Regions from separate parts of the Mus musculus genome. Here all the other regions are linked to region 1. A link is a contact called in public HiChIP or PLAC-seq and promoter capture Hi-C data. All regions are on one chromosome and are shown on one strand. Each heading gives the region's core, a stretch centred on a gene start, on an enhancer-like site or on the middle of the called end of the contact. The rest is flanking DNA. Distances are from core to core; before and after follow the strand shown. Region 1 holds the start of Ddhd2 (DDHD domain containing 2). Region 2 holds the start of Pomk (protein-O-mannose kinase). Region 3 has its middle 10 kb from the start of Gm24992.

Region 1 (5,049 bases), core at 767-3,266:
GAACAATCCTCTCATTACAATCTTTTCCTATCAAGAATTGCAAAAAAGAAAAGAAGTCCACTATGTCACAACAACTCTCCCAAATACACTTGTAAGTTACAGTCCAAAACAGCCACAGGAGCTGTACACAGGCTCCACTTGGCTACATCAGAAACAGAATTTGGTTCCTAGGTTTTTTTTTTTTTCACTCATCCTTTTTCTTTTTTTTTGCTCATATTTTTTTCATGAGTAATTTTTAGTATTTCAAACCAATTATATTTTAATGAAAAAAGCAAATACTAGCTGAACATTTTTCCTCTTCTAAGACAATAATGCCTCTTATACACACTTATACACACACACTCACAGTCTCATACAGATACATACATAGATTTTTTCTGAAGTTTTTACTTGGATTAAAGGCAAATTAATAGCAATTATGATATATCCTCACTAACACTTTGTTACATGAGAACAAAAGCGACATGTTAGCTCAGTCTGCAATGTGACGACTCTACACACAAACTTTCTGACTAAAAAGTCAAACACAAGCTAGAATAGAGAAAAATACTTGATAACTATGCAGAAATTTAATACAGTTTTAAAAGGATGAAAATGGTGTAATTCTGAAATTTCATGTTAGTGGCTATCACAGTAGAGGATATTACTTGTTAGTTTTTATTAGAGTCATCAGTTTCTTCCTACCAGAGCCATATGCGTCTTCCAGCTGCTGTGAATCCTCAGAGTTGAAAGGAATCCAGAGCTCCTTGGAATCTAGTACCTTACAATAAAACCAATGTGGAGAAACGGGTTCATAGGAACTACTGGCGTCCATGTCTATGAGTTCGAAGGAACTACAAGAGTTCGGGGATGGGGACGGATCTGACTGAGACAGCTGCTCCTGGTGTGATTCCCCCGATGACATTTCGCTCTAGAAGACAAAATAAAAAAAACTATCAGGAGAATTATTTTGCATCTATTAACACTGTAATGTTCATATGCTCAATAACCATTTTTGGAAGCTGTTCTTGAAAACAGCAATATTTAAAAGCTACATAATTTTTATACACACACAATTATTTGGGGAGAGAAACAAAATGTTCAGCTCCATCATTCTATACTGAGCTTCCAATTCTCCTTAGAAAACTAAAAAATGTCTAATCATACAACAAGCTCTTTAGAAAACCCAGAAATGTCAAGAAACACACGGTCAAAACTGATTGCAACAGGGTGTTTTACCACAATTTTCACAATAAAAGTAGCAGCACCAGCGAAGGCTGGAAATTTCCTACCTCCAGGTGTGCACACTACAAACCATTTAGTGTGTCAGACAGTAATAACAGGTAGGTTTAAGGCCCCAGGCTCTATTGTACATTTCTAATTACACACACATTTACATAACTATTGGAATCTTACTATACAGAAAACAGAACTAATCGCTTAAGAACCATTTTGGCTGATCCTCCCAGTGTGCTTCAATACGGGCTCTGGTACATTTAACGCCCAAACAGAAACTTTGCCTGCAGGCTATAGCTGCGCATCGACCCACCGAGACGCAGAGCCAGAGTTTCGGATGAAAAGTGACAAATGACCTCAACTGCCCCCGGGGCGATGGATGTCGGGCGAGTTCCCACCGACCCCAGCACTAAAGCACCCGGCGGACTAGCGCTGCAGACATAGAAGCAGAACCCAAAAGCCCAGGACGGGAGATGGACGAGCGGCATCGCTGCACCGGGCACGGTCGGACCGCACAGCTCAGGAACCAACACTCCCCGGGCCTCCCCGTTATCCTCCCGAGACCTCGGCCTGCTCCCGCCGCCAGCTCGGGGCTCCGAGTTCGGGATCTAGGAGAGCAGCCGAGCCGTCCACGGATGCCCCGGGATACCGTGCACACTGGAGCCTCTCCACCCCCGGCTCGCCCCGGCCCAGGCTCCCGCGCGGACCTGGACTCGCTCGTCCACACCGCCGCTCGCGCTCTCAGCCCTCGCGGAGGGAGCCCGGGCCACATCGCCGCTGCAGCCTACCTCCCAAGCCGGGCGGGGCGGACGGGCGGAGCCTGCGGCCGCGCCCCAATCCCCACACCGCGGGCTCCTCAGCGCTCCAGCGGAGGAGAGCAGTGCGCCCGCGGAGGCTGCGCTCCCGGTGAGAGCCGGAGGCGCAGAAAGATCCTCCGAAGTGTCGCGAGATGTGCGGTGAGGACTGGGGGACTCGCGCGAGACCTGGCTCCTCCTGCGGGCAGACGTCGGGCGCCGGGCACGCGCCGGGCACGCGCTAGGGGCGTGGGGGACACGCACGGGAGGCCTTGCCTGCGCTGAGGCTTTGAAGGAGGAAAATCGGACCTTCTGACCCCTCATGGGTCCCGGCAACCCCGGTGGGCAGGACTGGGGTGACTGAAGGCTCTGTCTGTCTGTCTGTCCTCCATTCCCTCCCTCTATTTGGATTGAGAGGCTGTCAAAGTTATCCCTAAAGCCTAAGAGGTGAGTCTGACAGAATACGGATGCTGTAAGAGGCAGCAAATGAGGTTTTTGTTTGTTGGCTTTTTTGTTTTTTGTTTTTGACCTAGTTGATGTAGGGTGATGGCGGTGGCTATTCACGTAAGCCCAGCGCTCTGGAGACTGGCAGGGCTAGAGATGCGGATTGTCGCTGGAGCGCCTGACTAGCAGGTGCCACGGGAAGGAAAGACAAGAGGCTTTGCTGGTTTCTAACTTGATTATAAGACAAGGCTTCGAGATTTTTTTTTTCCCCCAGAAACTGAGAAGGAACAAAACGTGGACTTTTTTTTTTTTTAAAAAAACCACATAGTCTCTGCAAGTCAACACCTACACACCAATATCTGCACGTTAATGTAACACCATTTTTTGTGTGATTTTTTTTGTTGTTGTTTTGTGATGGCCTTGCTATGAAGCCCCATATTGGTCTCCGACCTTTAAAAATTACTACATTTATATATTTGTCTGTGTGTGTGTGTTAGGGTTTCTGTTCCTGCACAAACATCATGACGAAAAAGCAAGTTGGGGAGGAAAGGGTTTATTCAGCTTACATTTCCACATTGCTGTTCATCACCAAAGGAAGTCAGGACTGGAACCCAAGCAGGTCAGGAAGCAGGAGCTGATGCAGAGGCCATGGTGGGATGTTCTTTACTGGCTTGCCTCACCTGGCTTGCTCAGCCTGCTCTCTTATAGAACCCAAGACTACCCGCCAGGGATGGTCCCACCCACAAGGGGCCTTTCCCCCTTGATCACTAATTGAGAAAATGCCTTACAGCTGGATCTCACTGAGGCATTTCCTCAAGGGAGGCTACTCTCTCTGTGACAACTCCAGCCTATGTCAAGTTGACACACAAAACCAGCCAATGCAGTGTGTGTGTGTGTGTCATGTATGTGCTGCTTCATGTGTAGAATTCAGAGAATAACTTTCAGGTATCAGCTCTCCTTTCACTGTAGGGGTCCTGGGAATCAAACTCATGCCTTGTCCCAAGGGATTGTGCGTGCAGTCACGCTAGGCCACACTGGAAACCCTCCCCCCATTTGGGGGGCAGGAGCAGGGTGTCCTTAACACTGATATTTTAAAACATTTTAGATTTATTTTACTATGTGTGTATATAATGTGTGTGTCTGGTGCCTGTGGAGGTCAGGAGGCAGCAGATCCCCTGGAACTGGAGTTTCAGGTGATGGTAACTCTGGTTCTGGGAGCCAAATCCTTCCCATGCAAGAGCAACAGATGCTCTGTCGGGTCAGCTCTTCAAGCCTTAGACCTTACTTTTTATTCTGCAGTGCCAGAGATCAACTTCAGAGCCTTGGGTGTGCTAGCCTCCTGCGCTACACACGGAGCCCCCAGAATGATGCGGCTTCTTAGGGTGCAGTTTGGAATCTGAAAACATAACGGTTTTTTTCATAACCCATCAAAATATATCATTAGGGGGCTGGTGAGATGGCTCAGTGGGTAAGAGCACCCGACTGCTCTTCTGAAGGTCCAGAGTTCAAATCCCAGCAACCACATGGTGGCTCACAACCATCCTTAACGAGATCTGACTCCCTCTTCTGGAGTGTCTGAAGACAGCTACAGTTTACTTACATATAATAAATAAATAAATCTTTAAAAAAAAAACAAAGTATATCATTAGAATATATCTACCTTGGACTTGTGAGTTTTGTTATTGCTTTAGTTGTAAAGCCGATTTTCATTGTCTTTTGAGCTAGTAGCTTAGGTATCCCAGGCAGGCCTCAGACTCATTATGTAGCTAAAGATGGCCGTGGCCCTTGAACTGTGATCCTCATGAAAGTGGTTTTGCTTTTGTTACTCTTGGAAGCAGCTCCAAAATCTCCATCATCCAGGGGCCCTCTTTATGAACTCTGGTCACTCCATGTGCCTGCTCTGAACTTCGAACACAAAAGTAGTTAGCACACTATCTACCATGAATAGTAGTAGTTCATAGTCCTACCAAGGGAGATAACAGAGAACTTTATCTTAGTGGATGCTATAAAAGAGTCAGACACTACATACATTGACAGTAATCAAATACGCAGGTGTGTATCCGAAATCCTCTTTTCAGGGGGTCTTTGGCAGGACGGAAGAATCTGCTGTGTATGTGTATTTAGCATCTGTATTTTAAATAAATGCTCCGTGAGATTTAGATGCAAGTAGTTTGGATCTGTACTTTGAGAAACACACTGCCTCAAACAGAATAAATTAGGTTCATCCAAAGGCCCAGGAAGTAGCTAGTTTTAGGCAAATATTTATAATAGCTCTCATTAATAAGAGTTCACTTAGGTTTTCTAGCTACTCTTTGCGTATAAATCTTTTTGTTAAATATTTATTTCGGGTTTTTTTCACTATTTCATTGTTTTTAGTTGTATGTCTCTGTGTATATCTGGGTGCCCACAAAGGCTAGAGAGTCACAGGTGGTTGTGAACTCCCTGGTGTGGGTTATGGGAATTAAACCCACACAGTCCTTTTCCTGAGCATGTGTTCCTAACCACTGAGCCATCTCTTTTGTGCGTGCGTGTGTGTGTGTGTGTGTGTGTGTGTGTGTTAAAGGTAAACTATGAAACAGGCTTCTACTTTTTCCCT
Region 2 (5,049 bases), core at 794-3,293, 240 kb after region 1:
TCAAGTCTCAACCTAACCTCCCCCTCATCTTACCTGGCCACTGGGTGAATGCAAGCTTCATGCAGCCTAGAGCTCATACCGTTTTAGGAAGGAAAGGATGCTCCCCAAGAAAACAACACAAGGCAGACTGGGCAGATTGCTCAATGGGTAGTGAGGACCCCAGAATCCCAAAGAAGCCAGATGTACTGTAATCCCACTGGTGGCGGATAGTCGAAAAGCTGCTGGACCAGCTAGCCAGACACATGGCGGGACACCACAAAGTGACACCGTCTCAAACAAGGCAGGAGGCCAAGAGCCACACCCATGTTGCACTCTGACCTCCACATGTACACCATGACACACGTGTGAAACACGCACATAGGCACACACACTTTTGAATGTAAAATTGTCAGCCCCTTTCCAGGGTTTTTGCAAGGGATTTGTGGCAGCACACAGAAACTGTCTTTATTGGGGGCTGGAGAGGTGGCTCAGCGGTTAAGAGCACTGATTGCTCTTCCGAAGGTCCTGAGTTCAAATCCCAGTAACCACATGGTGGCTCACAACCATCTGTAATGAGATCTGACTCCCTCTTCTGGTGTGTCTGAAACAGCTACAGTGTACTTACAATCTTAAAAAAAAAAAAAAAATTCTCACCCACTACTCATACTCCAGTACCATATATGCATGTTCAGTCCCCTATGGTCTGGGTGAGCATCCTCCAAAGGCCCATTCATTAAAGACTTGGTCTCCAGCTGTTGGCACTACCAGACAGCAGCAGAACCTCGAGGAGGCAGAGTCTGCTACAAGGAAGCTTCTGTCAGTAACACGTGACCTAGAAGGAGACACTGGGCCCTCAGCCTGTGTCTCTGTGCTTCCAGGATGCCAGGAAGTAAGATGACCTCTCCCATCATGGTCTTCCCCTCTTCAATTTTCTCTTCCACCGCTCTCTCCCGCCACGACGAGCATAATGACCACAGGCCATAAGCAAAGAATCCCACGGCTGAGCCCAAGAAAATCCTTCCCCTTTAAAAGCTGACCATAGCAAGAAAGGCCAGCAACACTGACAAAATGCTGCAGGAACCCAGAATTCATATTTTTCAATCTACTTATTTTATACACAGGAGTGTTCGCTTGCATGCACACTGTACAATATGTGCTATGTGTGCCTGGTGCCGAGGGAGGTCAGAATACAGTGCTGGATTCCCTGAAACGGAAATTATGGACAGTGGGGAGCTATTAGGGAATTGAACCCAGGTCCTCTGCAACGAGTGCTGTTAGCCACTAGCCATCTCTCCAGCCTTAGAATCCATACTATCAGATCTATGCGGAACCCTCTTTGCTTGGCAATCGATTAACACACCTGTTTCTTGTGGACCGCCCAGGCAGCCCAGAGCTTAAAGAAGTGAGTATGTGTGGTCGGCAGAGCGGGAACTTCCGGCACTGTTTAAACACCAAGGCTATTTGATAACGGTGAAAAAGGACCAGCTGCTGTATGTCGACTGCTTAGGTTAGTCAAGGGAAATAAGTCAACTAAATGAATTGCCAATATGCAGAATATTTTACACAATTCGAGAAGGAGCTGGTGTCACCCAATTCAGACTAAATTTCATTTCCCGATAACTATTTAAACAGTCTGGATGTTATTTAGTTTGGACAGGCGAAGGTGGGGGCGGGGGGCATCAAATTTACTAAAGGTCTAAAACTGGTTTTTAACAAAGAGGGGGAGAGAAAGCGAGAGCATGGCGGACAGCCTCCGCTCACATGGTTCAATAGCAGCTCCCGGTGCATGGTACTGGGATACCATGGATACCGGGAGAGGGGTTGCGTGGTGAGCATCCAAAGGGAATGCATGGTGCACCCGGAGGAGGGGTGCGCGGTAAGCACGGGAGGAGCCAGCACCAGTACCCGGTTTAGTTTTCATGATCCCCATGAGAGGATCCACTTTGGGATTGGGTCCGGGGGCTCAGGAGGGTCAGGCTTGGAAAGGCCCCACAGAACCCTGTCCCGCTTCACTACGCCCCGGAGCCTACCTGGCGACCACCAAATCCGGCTCGCATTCCAGGACGCCTGCGCGGCCGGAAGCGGTCGGAGACGAGCGTGAGGCTGCCTCCTGGTGGCCGCCTCTTGCCTTACAGTGGACGCCCGCGCCAGCGTAGGCGCGGTCATCCATACCCTGGTCCTCATTTCCTCTAGCCAAACTGGTGAAGGCCAGGCTGCAACAGCAAGGTTGAGCCTGGGACTGGGGACCTCAGAGGGGCTGCTTCCTGATCTACAGCTCTACACTCTCTGCAAAGCGGTGGCTGCCAAAGAGTGATCCTCAGAAAAGCAACACGAGCAAATCGCAGAGTGAGGCTCAGTGCACTGATAATGCCTCTGGCTTTGAAAACTATGTGACTTTGGAGCTTTGGCCTGAGACGCCAAGCTGCGCGTCACAGATTTCAGGGCCAAACCTCAAGTCATGCGAAGGCTGGAAGGTCTCAGCGTGCTACACTAGTATTAGTACTGGAAGTGAAATGGGAGGGGTAAGGTTGGGAAATGGAAAATCAGACATATCATCTACTTCTAAACTGATTTATTTTCCAGATTTGAAATCAAAACATACAGTGTGTGGGTAAAAACAAAAACCATCTATGTTTATTATCCAAACTCTAAGCATGCTAAAGAACCCAGAATCTTGATCTAGGAAGCACTAGAGGAACCGACAAAACTCCCTTCAAAGAATCCCTGTAAGCAACTTTTGCTTCTCAGACTGACAAATGCGTTTGTGTGTGGTGTGCCAGAGAACTCAAAGGCCAGGAGTGATAGATAGACTTGCTGGTAATTGTGGTCCCCCAGATACCAATGCTATATGAACTAAACTCAGGTTCTGTGGGGCCATCTCTCCAGCACCAGGGCTATTTATAGTAGAAAATATACCTGGATGTATAACAGCAAGTATTTCAGAAATAAATTATAGGCATTATATAAAAAACACCATTAAGAACACTGTTTAATGAATAGTTTCAGTTTGTGAAGCTTTAAAACTTCTGGTGATGATGGAGGTAATGGTTGTAAAATAATGTGAATATATTGGATGCCACTGAAATAAACACTTAAAAATGACTCAGATACGGGCTGGAGAGACCCCCTCAGTAGGTAAGAGCATTGGTTGCTCTTCCAGAGAACCTGGGTTCCTGGCATCCACTTGGCAGCTCACAACCACCTGTAACTGAGTTCTAGAGGATTAGACCTCCTCCGCTTCTGCCCTCTGAGGGCACTGCACACACGTGGTGCTCAGACATATAAGCACGCAGAACACCCAGCCACATAAAATAAATTCCAAAGCAACCTGTTACAAAAGGACTAAAATCAGGAGGTGTGTTATATAGAGTTTGCTATAATAAGTGATGATGCTGCAGGGGGCCACAGAGATGGCCAGCAGGTCAGCGTGCTTGCCACCAAGCCTGACCATCTAAGTTCAGTTTCCTAGGACCCCTCCTAGGGGAGGGGAGAAGGATTCTCACCATGTCATCCTTAGATCTCCAAATGCACACGCATGGACACACACACACCAAATAAACGTGACATTAGGTGATGCTGTGATGATGCATCCTGACATGAAGAGCTATTCATGGCACATGGATGTAGTGCTTTTGATGCTAAGCATCCCGCATAGGTCCACGTGGTCCTCTGCGGGGCAGGCTGCTTTGGAAGTGGAGCCCTGTTAGAGGATGCGATTCCTTAACAGGCCTTACTTCCTGTTCACGCTCTGTTTCCTGGGTCTGAGTGCCAATCTCCCATGGGGCAGCCATCAAATCACTCACTGTCTGCTGCTGTATCCGTCTTGAAATGATAGCCTGTGTGCCCTTGGCATAATGAAACAAAGTAACAAGTTGCTTTTGTCAGAGAATTTGATTACAAGGTGAAAGTTAACTAAGACAATGGCTAAGGGTGGGAAACAATCCCATGCTTTAAAAATGTTTTTAATGTTGTGGCACCTGGATCGACTCCAGGAGCCCATGCTATCCTCACACCCCGGAAGCCAATAAAACAGTGATTTCAACAAAAGATGGGGAGGGGACTTCCGAGAAAGATGGGAAACTTCCATAAAGCACAGCTTCAAAATCCAAGCAAAATTAAGGGTAGAGCTATTTGTGTGGTCAAGGAAGACTGGCATTTGGAGCAGCATGGATCTGGTCAGGGGATGTCTGCTCTGTTCTCCCCTGACCTAAATTCAGTACGGCTAAAACCTGGAAGTCCTCTAGTTAACCACGGAGCAGCAAAGAAGACTCCTAAGTCAGGAAGTAGAGGAAACCCTCATTTCTGTGTTGTTCTATCCCTGTTCTCACTTCTGCCTTTTCCTTATTTATTCCCAGCCACCTGCACCACAGTAGCATATGTGACTGCCAACCAAAAACTGCAGGACCAGAACACAGTAAAGCCTTCCTTTCTACCCAGTGGAAATGGACTCTGAGGAAGCCCAAACCAGCTCGCCCTGCCTCCCTCCCCAGGCCCAACCTGCTTCATTGCTATAGCACGATTGTGGACGTAGGCAGATTCTTGTCTGTGTGTGTTTTTAAAATTATTATTTTTTTCTTATTCTTAGGGAATGAATTAAGGTCAAATCCTCCCCCATTTCCCTTCTACACTCTCTTCCCAACATGTCCCCTTCCCACCTCCATGTCTCCCCGCCCTCCCCTTGGTGCTGCTCCTACTGGGGCTGCCCCTATATGGAACCTTCAGGGCCAGCAGGATTCTGTAGAGATTCTGTGTGAGTCCTCAGCTGCTTCACAGCAGTCCTGCCTTTGTTTTTCCGCACACAAGTCCCTTGTTCTAGTATCAGAAACAGCCAGCGGGTATGAGTGTGCACATGCACGTACAGGTGTGTACACACCTAGAGAGGCCATCTGAGCATAGGAAACCTACCAATGGCTTCACCTTCAGAAAGGATTCTCGATCCAGTGATCGAGTGGCAGTCTTTTCTTGGTAAGGGGTTAGGGGAGAAAGCACTTCCCCAGGCTATGCTGGAGTTTCAGCTGGCTCAATGCTTTGCAGGTAATCACAGTGGCTCTGAGTTTCTGAGCACAACAG
Region 3 (5,049 bases), core at 1,239-3,738, 130 kb before region 1:
GTGCGTGCTGTTGTACATGAGTAGAGCTCGGAGGCTAGCCTTTGGTAGTTGATTGTCTCTTCCATGTGGCTTCTAGGGACTGAGCGCAGTCATCAGGGTTGGTGGAGAGCACCTGTTTTCAGCAGTCAGTAAAAGCCTTCTGATTTTATTATTTTTTAAAATTTACTTATTTATTTTTATGTACATTTTGGTGTTTTGCCTACACATATGTGTATGGGAGGGAATCAGATCCACTGGCACTTGAGCTGTAGACAGTCATGAACCACCATGTGGGCGCTAGGAATTGAGGTTACCTGGGTTCTCTGAACTCCTGAGCCATCTCTCCAGTCCCCCCCACCCCACCCCACCCCACCCCGAATTTTATCTTTTTAGTGAAAGTATAACCAGCTAAAATAAGATTGCATATTACAGTTACTGGAAGGTTGAAAAGCCTGGGGTAAGCCTTAGTTGTTTTCCTAGCGACCTGAGTCCTGCTGCTGGGCTTTGTGCTGAGCATGAGAGAACGCTGCAGATGCTGTCTGAGCTTCTTCACAAGTCCTTTTAGAAAGAAAGTAAATCTCCCCAGGCACGGTGGTGCATGCCTTTAGTTCCATACTCAGGAGGCAGGGCCAGGAGAACTCTGTGAGCTTAAAGCCAGCCTGATATAGTGAGTTCTAGGACAGCCAAAGCTGCGTAGTGAGACCCTGTCTCAAACAAACAACAAAAAGCAAACCTGGTACTGGCTCAATTGGTAAAGTGTTTGCCACACAAATGTGGAGCCTTGAGTTTGGATTTTCGGTACCGACATAAAAAACCAAGACCAAGATATAGCAGTTTCACCTGTGACTCTGAAACTGGGGAGTAGACAGGTGGGATTCCTTGGAGCTCATTGGCCAGCCAGGCTCAATGAGAGACCCTGTCTCAAAAGATAAAAGGTAGAGTAATATAGGAAGGCGTCTAGTCTCTGCAGGCATGTGCACATAGCAAACCAGTAACATCAGTTGTGATTCATGTTACAAGCATCTAGTGGCATATCGGTAACACACTTAATGGTAATAAGATATTTTAATGGTTAATCCAGCCCTGTGTCCCTTTAGTGTTTTTCTATCAGAATTAATTTATTGGCACTGTGCCAGATGCTGCAGTTAGCTGTGGATCTTCACTCCAGTGTTCCTAAACACACTTCATTCTCCCCTTAGCTTCTGGTACCTACCCTTCCATCCCCAGTTGTGTGGTGCGTTTTCATTAAATGCATCTCGTTTGATTTCACAGCATTTCAAGAAAAAACATTTCAAAAGCCAATTTGGTATTTATAATACTGAGGAGCTCTGAAAATTCTTCATTGAAGTTTTTTGAAGTGCTATCTACTGTCAGCTTTCAGAGAACCGTTTGGCTCTTCTCAGCCTGGACGTGTGTGATATCCCACATTTCACTGTCTTAGCCTGGATATTTACTGCCAGGAGGGACTGAGTCTGTCTTGTTTATCTTTTATCTCTAGTGCTCAGGACTTGACATAATGCAGGCACTCCACAGGAAGCGCTGCTCTCATCAGGACTGCTCTGGGAGCTCTGCCCCCAGTGTTCCCTGTATTGACTTCTCCCGAATAGTGTAGGCTCTAGGATTATGGGACCTTGTCTGAGTCTTCACCTCTCTACTGTTAGACTTAGCTCAGTGTCTAATAGTAAACACTTGCGCTATTAGAGAAATCTGAATAGATTGGGGCTGGGAGGGGTTGCTGGGTTGTAACATTTGGTTTCTTTCCCGTTACAGTAGTAACAGAATGGGAAGGAAGGTGGAGCTGGCATGAGTCTTCCCTGGACCTTCTCAGACTAGAAAGGGTAATTGACAGCAGTGGGTGCTCAGAATTATGGAGTCAAGTATTCTAGTGTTCTTTCTTGTGTAGATATTTGAGATCATGCTTACTTTACACACAAAAACATAGACACACACACACCTCTTTCCTATACTATTTAGTGTTGTGATGGAATGTAAATGTAGAATGCTCTGTTAGTGGAGGAGGACTTGACCTGGCTTAGAGCACATGTGATATGGCATTTTAAGGCCACTTGGAGTGTATTAACACCTGAATGGAATCATAAGACTGAGTGGTGGCTGAGAGAGAAAAGGTAACATGGTGGAGGGCAAATGGGACCCTGCAGGTCTCTGACTACATAGGCTGGTGCCACAGTATCAGGGGCTTCAGCTTTTTTGATTTGTTCTGAGGCATACAAAGGCTTATTAAGGTTAAATCCTGCTCTGTTTGTTTGTTTATTGAGATATGTGTATTTTGCCTGCATGTATGTATGTGTGCAGTATGTATGCCTTGTATGCACAGAGGCCAGAAGAGGGTATTTGATCCCTTGAAACAGGAGCTATGGTTGTAAGCTACCATGTGGATACTGGGAGCCCAACTATAGGCCTTTGCAAGAGCGACAAATGCTCTTAACCTCTGAGCCACATCTTTCCCGCCTAAGTTACATTTTTCCCCGTGTGGTAAAATACTATGACCAAAGGTAACTTATGGAGGTGTTTATTTTGGCTTAGTTCCAGAGGGCAAGCTGTCCCTGATGGTTGGGGAAGCATGGAGAGAAAACTGGGAAGCTGGTTGATGACATATCCCAGACAGGAAACAGAGAGAGCAAGCAGGAAGTGCGGCGAGGCTTTAATCCTCAGAGCCCTCTCTCTAGCAGTGCTCTCTACCCTGAGGTGCTACTGTACCCTCCTCTGATGCCACCAACTGGGGGCCAGTGTTGAAATACAAGAGCCTTGGGGGAACATTTCTTAGTCAAGCCACACATGTCTTTTTGCTTACTGTTTATGCTGTAAAGCATGGTCAGAGATGGATAATGCTGGAAATAGCACCATGAGTTAGGAAACATGTTCTGGTTAAGGTAAGGACTCTTCCAGCATAAGCAGTGAGTGAGTGGGAGGCAGTGGACAGACTTGGGAGAGCGAGCAGGAGGCACAGCCTGCGTTGACTGCAGCTTATCTTCTCACCTGTGGCCCTCACTGTCACACTCTAGTGAAAACTCAGACTGACTCAAGTACTTATTTGTCTTACATTGTCTTTGGGTTTTGTTTCTTTGAGACAGTATCTTACTATGTAATGCTGGCTGGCCTGAACTATCTGTGTAGACCACCATGTTCCTTTGACCTTGATCCTCAGCCTCCAGAAAGTGCTGTGATCATATGTAGCTGTCTCCAGACGCACCAGAAGAAGGCACTGGATCCCATCACACACGATTGTGAGCCACCATGTGGTTGCTGGGAATTGAACTCAGGTCCTCTGGAAAAGCAGTGTGTGCTTTTAACCATTGAGCCATCTATCTCCAGCTCCCAACAGAGGTTCTTACTAATGCCTAGAGAATGAAAAGCAGTCTGTTAGTATTCAAGCTCAGGAGGCAGAGGGAGGTGGATGTTTATGGGTTCAAGACCAGCTTGGTCTACATAGAGAGTTCAAGCCAGTCAGGCCACATAGTGAGACCCTATCCAACAAAACAAAGAGACAATGAAAATCAGAAAGAGGGAATCTTTTGCTCTTCCTAAATATTCTTGTTTTACCTTTTACAAGATTTTAAATTTTATTTTATTATTTTATGTGTATTTTGCCTGCTTGTGCATCTAGGTACCACATGAGTGTTGGGTGTCCAAGAAAGTAGTGAGCCACCATGTGGGTGATGGGAATCAAACCTGGGTCTTTCACATCACATGCTCTTATCACCTAGCCACCTCTTCAGCCTTTGTTTTACCTTTTATAATAGCTCTGTAGTCTACATGGTGTATCATTTATCTGTATGATGAGATGTCACCATTTATTCATTCATTCATTCATTCATTCATTCATTGAGATAGGGCCTCTCTGTGTAGCCTTGGCCATCCTAGAGCTTCTTGTGTAGACAAGGCTGGCCTCAAACTCACAGCTATCCTCCTGCCTCTGCCCCCTGAGTGCTGGAATTAACTGTGTGCCACTATGGCCAGTTCAGTGCTGCCTGTCTTCATCTACATGGTGAACAGTTGTTTCCACATCTTTCTTACCTGGCTGTCCCTTGCTCTGCTATGCTGCCTCAGTCCTGTTACTTGTACACAGGCAGACTCTGTGACTGTGTTCAGATATCGTTTTGTTCTAGCCCTTTCTGCTACTTCACCTTTTAATTACTGGACCTCAACGATAAATGTAAGAGATTTTGTTTTCAGCACATTTACCATGTACATTGAAACCAGCAATTCTTTGGATGGATAATATAAATTTTATTGTGAAATATACATACTTAATTTTTTAAAAGAAAAATGTGTCTAGTTGTGGGAGGTTTTTTGAGACATAATTCATGCTTATTAAAACTCATGCTTTTAAATTTTTAATTAATTTTTATTTTAGACAGGGTCTCACTATATAGCTGTAGTTAGCCTGGAACTCGTTATGTAGACCAGGCTGGCTTTGAACTCACAGAAGTCTTCTTATCTGCCTCTCCAGTCTCTCACAGAACAGACATCATCTTCTAAAGCATGCACTGTCATACCTGGCTAAAACTTCTCTTTCAAAGTGTACAGTGGGGTGACTTTTAGTATATTTACAGGCTGTACAACCATCATTTCTATATCTAGAGCATCAGTCAGGAGGCTCCAATTATTACACGTAAAATAAAAACTTAAAAAAAAAAACCTCTCTCAAAGTCTGAGGCCTAGTGCTGTGGTAGTCCAGCTATCTGAGACTGAGCTAGGGGGAGAGCTTGTGCTAGGATCAGGAAATCCTAGTTAGTTGGAACTTCACTAACTAGACATGATTTACATCTTTGAAAAGTGAGTAAAGTCACATGAAAATGTGAAGTGAATAACTTACAGGAATTCGTTCTCTCCTCTCCCCCAACCTGGATGGAACTCAGGTCAGGCTCGGCAGAGGACACCGTTATTGTCTGAGCCATCTTTCCAACCCAGCTCTTATTTTTGTTAATTTTTAATTGTTTATTTTTTGAAGATTTATTTATTTATTTTCTGTATATGAGTACACTGTAGCTGTACAGATGGTTGTGAGCCTTCATGTGGTTGTTGGGAATTGAATTTTTAGGACTTCCG

Evidence for each region. HiChIP or PLAC-seq counts read pairs in DNA pulled down with a chosen protein or histone mark. Capture Hi-C pulls out chosen DNA fragments and counts their contacts.
Region 2: a contact with region 1 is called in a promoter capture Hi-C map of liver. The contact joins the promoter of Pomk here to the promoter of Ddhd2 in region 1. A contact is called at or near these places in 24 of 39 promoter capture datasets (the 3T3-L1 cell line, 3T3-L1-derived adipocytes, the C10 cell line and 18 more), 3 of 15 datasets of contacts at CTCF or cohesin (embryonic stem cells, large pre-B cells and pro-B cells), 19 of 484 Hi-C or Micro-C datasets (the G1E-ER4 cell line, the N1E-115 cell line, Th1 cells and 14 more), 21 of 115 datasets of contacts at active chromatin or transcription factors (the 230-238 cell line, bone marrow-derived macrophages, craniofacial prominence and 12 more) and 4 of 9 other capture datasets (adipose tissue, embryonic stem cells, liver and 1 more).
Region 3: a contact with region 1 is called in an HNF4G HiChIP or PLAC-seq map of pancreatic cancer cells. The contact joins the enhancer-like site here to the promoter of Ddhd2 in region 1. A contact is called at or near these places in 4 of 39 promoter capture datasets (cranial neural crest, hematopoietic stem and progenitor cells, liver and 1 more), 4 of 115 datasets of contacts at active chromatin or transcription factors (Th17 cells, embryonic stem cells and pancreatic cancer cells) and 2 of 9 other capture datasets (adipose tissue and liver).

Annotation. Positions count from the first base shown.
Region 1 is chr8:25,752,264-25,757,312 of GRCm38.p6, forward strand. It overlaps Ddhd2 (DDHD domain containing 2), which reads right to left and starts at 2,017. Exons shown (of 18, transcript NM_028102.1): 1 at 1,923-2,017; 2 at 685-910; 3 at 1-27. The coding sequence starts at 904. Gm17484 (predicted gene, 17484) reads left to right here and starts at 2,217. Exons shown (of 2, transcript NR_154462.1): 1 at 2,217-2,456.
Region 2 is chr8:25,992,078-25,997,126 of GRCm38.p6, forward strand. It overlaps Pomk (protein-O-mannose kinase), which reads right to left and starts at 2,044. Exons shown (of 5, transcript NM_029037.4): 1 at 2,010-2,044. Gm31402 (a long non-coding RNA gene) reads left to right here and starts at 1,217. Exons shown (of 2, transcript XR_378826.3): 1 at 1,217-1,486; 2 at 4,335-5,049.
Region 3 is chr8:25,619,198-25,624,246 of GRCm38.p6, forward strand. It overlaps a transcript of Nsd3 not described here. Among named protein-coding and RNA genes, the nearest start is that of Gm24992, 10 kb to the right of the region's middle. Within about 2 kb of position 2,489, at least 86 of the 459 cell types and tissues checked have an H3K27ac peak or open chromatin away from gene starts, as enhancers often do. A contact at or near this core is called in Th17 cells, hematopoietic stem and progenitor cells, liver and 1 more, where this site is marked.